Regions from separate parts of the Sus scrofa genome. Here all the other regions are linked to region 1. A link is a contact called in public Hi-C data. All regions are on one chromosome and are shown on one strand. The core of a region is the stretch at or near the end of the contact, and the rest is flanking DNA. Distances in the headings are between cores, read along the strand shown.

Region 1 (2,511 bases), core at 5-2,504:
AGAGCTGCAGAATTGGTACTAAAAACTAGCCTGCCCTCAATATATCGCTAAAATTGTAATGGGGGGTAGTCTTTTTAGGATCGCACCCCCCATATGGAAGTTCCCAGGCTGGGGTGGAAATGGAGCTGCAACTGCTTGTCTGCAGCTACGGCAACGCCAGATCAGAGCTGCGTTTGCGACCTACGCCACAGCTTGTGGCAACACAGGATCCTTAACCCACTGAGCCAGGCCAGGGATACAACCCTCGTCCTCAAGGATACTAGTCAGGATACTCACCGCTGAGCCACGACGAGAACTCCCTAAAATTATAATTTAACCTGAGAAAGAAATGCCTGCTTTCTCTCCTGGACTCTACATTAACAAGCAGCAACTTGAGTTCCTGCCATGGCACAGTGGATTGAAAATCCAACTGCAAGAGCCAGGGTAGCTGCGTAGATTTGGGTTCGATCCCTGCCCAGTGCAGTCGGTTAAAGAATTCAGCGTAGGTCACAGGCTCCCTGGTCAGGAACTTTCATAAGCCCTAAGCCAAGGTGCCACCATTAAAAAAAACAAAAAACAAAAAACAAACAAAAAAAAAATCCAAAAAACTAATGACACCTTCACCAACATGCTTTCCCCCAAAGGCTGCTAAGTATAAGAAAAGGAGACATTACCAAGTCAGCTCCTAGGAAATAGAGCTGGAAGCGGGAAGGTTTCCTTTCTGTCACTAGTTCGCGAAGTGACCCTGACCAAGCCCTTTAAGCTTTTAGGGCTTCATTTTCCACATCTTTACAAGATGCTTAATTACCCCCACCCTGCCTACATTATTGTGAGATCACCCAAATGGTGCAGTGTTACCCCAACATTTAGGTTTGTGACTTTTACTACTATTATCATTACCAGACACCTCCAATCGTTCCGGTCTGGCTCCGCGCCGCCTCTCGCCTGTCCCTGAAGAGGTGAGATCCGGCTCGTTCCAGCAGTTTCCGGACCTCTGGCGCAGAGATCACGAAGCCAAAGGAGAGCAACAATCCCTCGAGAAGGAAATGCGGAAAGGAAAGCGCAGGGGAGGCCCCGGACAAACCGAACCGTGTAGGTGCACACCAAACCTGCAGCACCAGGCGACGGAGACCCTTCGGGGGTGGGCGTGACGAAGTTGCTTTTTCCCGACTACCTCCGCGGCTGTGAGCGAAGGCTGCTCGCAGAGGCCAAACTTAGTGGGCGGAAGAGCAACGCACACCACTTAAGCCACCCACTGCCGGAGATCGCGACTGCGGGCGGTCCCCAGCGGACCTCTGAGCAGATGCAGGATGGAGCGAGAAGGCGGCCTCTTTTTCCGCGGTTTCCAGAACCGCTCCCACGGGAAGATAAAGCTTCGGAAAAGAAAGTCGACCTTGTACCTCAGCCCCCAGGAACGCACCGGGAGCTGCCGAGGTGAGTGAGGGGGTGTGGACGCCGAGAGGAGTAGCGGTGGCGGGAAATCGCAGACTCTGAGCAAGAAATCTCATTGCTCTCGAGGCAGGAGTCTCGAACCCAGACGCTTGCATGGCATTGCGTTCTGCATTATTTTATGCCATCCTCTCCGCAGCCGCGTGAAGTGAATATGCATGATGCGGCCATCGCCATTTCAAAGAAAAGGGGGGCACCAGGCCCAGAATTACCCAACGTTTTCGTAGTTAGGTGAGGCGGATTCCTGGAGTGGGATCAGGTCTGACCCCTGCCGCACTTCTTCCCACCCCCTACGCCTTCTCTTTGGCCCTGATGTAATGTTGACAGAAGAAAAATTACCCCAGCAAGTCCGATTTTGATCTGTCGGAGAGGGTGTTTAATGTAAAGAAGGACTCCTAATTCATTCAGAATTTATTGAGAGCCTGTTATGTGCCAAGCTCGGTAGAAGCGGTATGAAAAGAGAGCCTGGTTCAACCTCTGAAAACCTGAGACCCTGAAAGTGGAGAATCGCTTCGCTCAATGAAAAAGTGAGGAAGGGAGAGAGAATTGTGATGGGGGGCGGGGGGAGGAGAGGCAACTGGGCCGAAGCTCGCTCCTTTCGTTTCCCTAACACACCCTTTGTTAGAAAGCAACCGTGTCCTGTCAGGGTAGAGGGTAGTAACGACGGTAAGGAACCACCGGTACAGTTGAACTTGTAGGTATCCAAGGTCAGATATTCAAGGGTCAGTTCTGAGTATAGTTTCTTCTGCTTGAGTCTGCAGAGTAAGAGGAAGGAAGGAAAGAACAACAAGCTTTTTTGACAACAGACACAGTCCAATTGGGAAATTTGTTTCTGGAAGATGAAAGTTCAGAAGGGGCGTGTATGTGGTGTTGAGTGTACCAGTTGTCTGGGAAACATTTTAAAGGTGTTCCTGGGGAATAAGGAAGGAGAGTGGCGGGAACCCAGATTGAAAGCAGAGACTCCCAGTGGATCAGAGGCAGGTTGCAAACTCAAGTCTTCAGGAGGCCCAACAGGCAAGTAACTCAAAGCACTCTACATTTCAGGACCAGCCCATTGTTCCCAGTTGAGCTCTGTGTTGCCAG
Region 2 (2,511 bases), core at 4-2,503, 93 kb before region 1:
CTTAACAAGGGTTCATCTTTCCCATGGTACAAACGCCATACACATTCAGTGGAAACCAGACTTCAAATTTTGATCTTTCCCCACTAGCAAAACCCAGTACAACTCTCTCCAGATGCCCAACAGCTAGTCAAAGCTCCCAGTCAGCCACAAGACTACGAGGGTGAATACACACAATCATTCTGTTTTTCAATTTCAGTACAGTATTTAATAAGTTACATGAGATATTCAACACTTTATTATAAAACAGGTTTTGTGTTAGATGATTTTGCCCTACTGTAGGCTAACGTACGTGTTCTGAGCACGTTTAAGGAAGGCCAGGTTAAACATGATATTCAGTAGGTTAGGTTTTCACGTTTGCAACCTAAAATGGGTACTGAGAAGCAACCCCATCGAAAGTCAAGAAACGTCTATATGTTTATATTTTATGTTTACACAGGTACCTTTTTTATAGATTTATATTTGTATTTAAAGCCCTATCCCTAGCCTCTATCACCACCTGCAATCCGTCACCGGCTTAAACAGAGACGTAACTGCTGCACTCTGTACCCTTGGTCAAACGGTCCGTTTTCCTCCCACCTAGAATGCCTTCTTTTCACGTTCTTAAGCAAAATTCAAGATTCAGGATAAATGTTACCTCCTTTCTATACCTTTTCACATACCAACTACTCCCCAACTCACCTCCAGTAGCTTCATAACACATTACTATTAAGCCATATGCAACATTTCTATCATAAGACCCTATGGCCGACCCGGGTCTTATTTATTTATATATAAAGGGGCCTCGACAATGACGCTTGACAGGGCATGCTTTCAACAAAGTTAAGACCTTGGCCCCTGTACAAGAGTGGGCAAAAAGACCGCCGGCTTCCCAGTCGGGGCTTGCTGGGATCGCTCCTGAGCCTCATCGCGGCCCGCTTCATTCAAGGACGGCCTAGTAACCAGCTGTGGTCGGGACGCAGACAAGAAACTCCCCAAGTGGGAGATCAAGGTCTGAGCCCCTAGCGAAACCACCCTCACGCGCGGAAACCCCGGGCCAAAGCCCGCAAGCGCAGAGAAACCCCAAGCCGAGAGGCCCGCGGGAGCGCAGTGCGGCGCGCGAGGCTCCTGGCCGCCTCACCTTGCAATCGTTACGGACGAACATCATGCCATGGCCTGGGTAGATAGGCCCCGAACAGAAATAACACTTCTCAATCCTCATGCTGAACGCGCGTGGGAACCCGCCCGGCAAACGCCGAGGTTGAAGGAAGTGACGTAGCCCCGTCACAGGAAGTGACTCCCTTTTCAGGTCTCCACCCGGAAGTGGCAATGGTCCTTCGCTCTTGCCGGCCCCCGGAAAGTGATCCGAATGTGACTGCGCCTCCTCGCGGCTGCGCCCGCAAAAGCGCTGCCTTTTGGCGCAGGCGCAGGAGACAGAGTCTGAGCGGCTGACCTCTCTGGGAAGGTGTGGCGTAGTTCTGTGCAGACGTCTGAACTGGCTCGTTTAGTGTTTAGTTTTTGGACTTACCGGGTCGTATAATGTCACCTTTTACTCATGTAATTTTGTCTCCGGTTCGTGCTTTCGCCAGACGGCTCTCCACACTTGTCTAGAAATCCCTTTGTCCACGGCCGGCGCGAGCCCCGACCCTTATTCCGGTCCCAAGCGGACTTGCCTAGTGTCCGCGGCGGGCACTTGCAGCCGCCGCTGCAACCGAAGCAATTGACCAGGCTCAAAGGACCTCACCAGCAATGTTTTAAAGACTCATAGCTGTGTTCACCACCCTAACTCCCCACCGCCTTTTAATATATATATAGATATAGAGAGAGATAGATACAGATATTAAAAAAAAAAAAAATTCCACAGGAAACGAAGGTTCTCTCCCCAGACCTCTAGTCTTTTCCAGTAGCAATCACTTCCTTTTATCACCTAGCAGAGGTTTTATGTGCATAGACAAACATGTTCTTTTGTGTGTGCGTATCTCCACTCCCTCTTCTTTATAACTTTAATGAGCATCATGTTCACTGTCTTCTTCATCTTGCTGTAATCTGCCTCCCTTCAATGGAGTGTGAGCTCGATGACCCCAGGGACTTTTGTCCTTTTGTTTATCACTATTCTTCCCAATCCTATTAACAGTTCCTGGCATATAATTAAGCATTCAGTACACGTTTTGTTATCAATGAATACTAAACATTGTTTTCCATAGTTACATATATGCAACTGCAGGAGAGTGTAATTTTAAATGGTTACCTATGGAAGGATATTTGTTTCCTATTTTTTGACCTAATAAGCATCCTTATTTTCAAGAGTTTATCTGTATACAGCTGCTGGGCCTCTGTGCACTTTTAAAATTTGGTAAATAAGATTAAATGCCTTCCAAAACATTATACCAATTAACACTTAACAACAATGAATAAGAACGATAATTAATCAAGTTTTTGTCAAAGGTGATCTTCGCCAATCTGATGTTAAATATTTTTTCATTACTAACTTGCATTTATTTATGAATGGGCCTAGGAGTCTTCACAAATGTGTGA
Region 3 (2,511 bases), core at 5-2,504, 71 kb after region 1:
ACCAGCTTCCAAAGTGTGATAAATATCCCCCTGAGAAATGTGAGGCTTAATAAGATTCAAACCTTAAGCCAAAGATATGATGCGCTAATATGACGTTTCCAGTACTATCCAGTAGATGTGACCTTACTGGAGGAGACAAATCTAAAATTCGCAGTACTAAAATAACTACCTATTCTAGCTGCAAGAAAGCTCCACTGTCTTTTTTTTTTTTTTTTAAATAAAGCTACAATTAAGTAGTGCAAATTTCACTCATTCAACAAAGTACCTAATTGGCCGAGTTCGTTAAAACTGGCGCTCCCAATGGCAAAAAGTTGGGTTCCTTAAACAAAGATAAAAATGTAATTCGTACAAAGCACTGTGCGGACTACTGTTACGGAGGACTTAACGATTAGGAAGGTCCACACTAAAAGTGATCCGTGGGGGGGAAATAGGATAGGCAGAGGTATTTGACCATTATTAGCCTGGCGCACAAACAGAAATCTCAAATACATTATTTAATCTTTCTGTATCCTGGTATCACGGGACTCAAACGTCACCAAAAAAGATGGGCCGGTTGAAAAGCCGGCAGGGTGACGCACATAACATCTCACCATATGGACTCTCATCAATCAGGACCAAGAAGCGCCTTAAGCCAGCCCAGGGACGGAAGGCGGGTGCATCCCCCGGCCGTCAGCTCCCCCACACCCCCGCGCACTGCTCGCGTCTGCACGGAGAGATTCAAGGCTGCAGGACCACCGCAACAGACGCCTCGGGGATCAGCTCTGCCGCGGAGGCTGCAGACTCGCGTGCGAAAGAGGCCACCCCGGCAGCCGCAAACGCTAAACACCTAGGGTCAAGAACTTGCCTCAGCGAGACCCCACGACTGCCTCCGCCAGGCGGATGAACCACGGGTGCTGGCCAAGACCCCGACAGTCGGCCCGACTCCCCTCCCGGTGTCCAAACCCGCCCAGGGCCGTACCTGAAGGAGCAGCGCCACCCCCCGCGGGACGGCGCTGGTTGTCGTGGTGGCGGCAGTCACAGCTCCCAGAGCAGTGACGCCTCTCATAAAAACAACAACCTGCTCCCAAGCGTCCGCAGCCAGGAGGCGGTGGCTGGCGGGGCGCCGTGGCGCATGCCGGGACTCGTAGTCCCTCCCGAACCTCATAACGGTAGGTGGCGGAGGAAAGAACTACGACTCCCGAAGGGAAGCGCAGCCGGCCGCGGCGAGGCTGCAGGAAGCTGGGCCCCGAGGTAGTGATCCTCACAACATCCGGGCCCCGGCACTGGAGAGGAGCAGTGGCCGGTCACTATGGAGACGGGCTTCTACAACCACACGAAAGGATTCCACCCAGGAGGACAGGTCCCGGGATTAAGAGGATTCGTTTTCACGTATTGGTCCAGCCGACGGCTCGCCTTCTCTTTGCTGCTTTAATTGGGCGTAGTGGAAGGGCCGCGTGCCCTCTGCGCTCGCTGGCTTTCTCGCCATCTGCTGCAGGAAAAGACTGCGTTTGCCGAGAAAATAAAGAAGATACCAAGAATGACCGAGTGCGACTGGGTGGGTTGGGGCCGAGGGCTGGATGTTTTTGACTGTTGTCGTTACTATAAATTTGGGGCACCCTGCACTCCCACCCACCTCTACCCCCAGAAAAGCCACCTTTCTAGGCAACCACTGGGCCACACAGATACATTGCATTAAGCCAGAATTGCCTCTGAAAGTACAAAGATTGGAGATGGTATGCGATTTGTACCCGTTCGCGAACTGGAGATGGTTTTGAACAAGAAAAATACAGTGTTTTAAAACTTACATTTATTTACATTGTGCCTTGTTCAAAACTTATACTCAATGTTGCTGGAAACAGTAAGTTAAGGCAGTAAATTCTCTGTCCCCTATTTGTGGCCAAAAAAAGATTAAGAAAAACATTAACAAGGAGGATGGTGGGCTTGAGGAGAAACAAAAGGGTGCCTCAAAATTATACTCTTAGGGGGTTTTTTGCTTTTCGAGTCACTATAGTTGACATCACCTGTGACAACACCGGATTTTATAATTACAGTTTCTGTAATGGGCATTTGTATTTCAGTGGCTTGCTTTTATCTATATACAAAAGACTGAAAGATCAAAGTATATTTTCATTCTTTTCAAGGCACTTTCATGGTCTAATTTTAAGACTTAATTTTAAAAGATTCATTTATAATTTTAAGTAACCTTCTTATCCTTAAGTAATAGTTGCCGACCTAATATGTAGGCTAGCAGAGAATTTAATTTTTTAGTTTTTATTTATTTTGTCTTTTTGCCATTTCTTGGGCCGTTCCCACAGCATATGAAGGTTCCCAGGCTAGGGGTCGAATCGGAGCTGTAGCTGCCAGCCTACGCCAGCAATGCGGGATCCGAGCCGCGTCTGCAACCTACACCACAGCTCACGGCAACGCCGGATCGTTAACCCACTGAACAAGGGCAGGGATCGAACCCTCAACCTCATGGTTCCTAGTCAGATTCGTTAACCACTGCGCCACGACGGGAACTCCAAGAATTTA

Evidence for each region. A called contact is a pair of places that touch in the nucleus more often than the background predicts.
Region 2: a contact with region 1 is called in a Hi-C map of liver, with 4 times the contacts expected there. The contact joins the promoter of RSL24D1 here to the promoter of PIGB in region 1. A contact is called at or near these places in 16 of 47 Hi-C or Micro-C datasets (alveolar macrophages, blood, fetal liver and 9 more) and 1 of 2 datasets of contacts at active chromatin or transcription factors (alveolar macrophages).
Region 3: a contact with region 1 is called in a Hi-C map of skeletal muscle, with 3 times the contacts expected there. The contact joins the promoter of C1H15orf65 here to the promoter of PIGB in region 1. A contact is called at or near these places in 2 of 5 promoter capture datasets (fetal liver and liver), 8 of 47 Hi-C or Micro-C datasets (blood, heart right ventricle, liver and 2 more) and 1 of 2 datasets of contacts at active chromatin or transcription factors (alveolar macrophages).

What each region holds. Positions count from the first base shown.
Region 1 is chr1:116,518,416-116,520,926 of Sscrofa11.1, reverse strand. PIGB (GPI mannosyltransferase 3) reads left to right here and starts at 1,254. Exons shown (of 12, transcript XM_013992970.2): 1 at 1,254-1,413. The coding sequence starts at 1,290. PIGBOS1 (protein PIGBOS1) reads right to left here and starts at 1,093. Exons shown (of 2, transcript XM_021094994.1): 1 at 880-1,093.
Region 2 is chr1:116,611,077-116,613,587 of Sscrofa11.1, reverse strand. It overlaps RSL24D1 (probable ribosome biogenesis protein RLP24), which reads right to left and starts at 1,253. Exons shown (of 6, transcript XM_003480359.4): 1 at 1,118-1,253. The coding sequence starts at 1,198.
Region 3 is chr1:116,447,630-116,450,140 of Sscrofa11.1, reverse strand. It overlaps C1H15orf65, which reads left to right and starts at 1,254. Exons shown (of 3, transcript XR_001302177.2): 1 at 1,254-1,534. CCPG1 (cell cycle progression 1) reads right to left here and starts at 1,050. Exons shown (of 9, transcript NM_001243301.1): 1 at 959-1,050.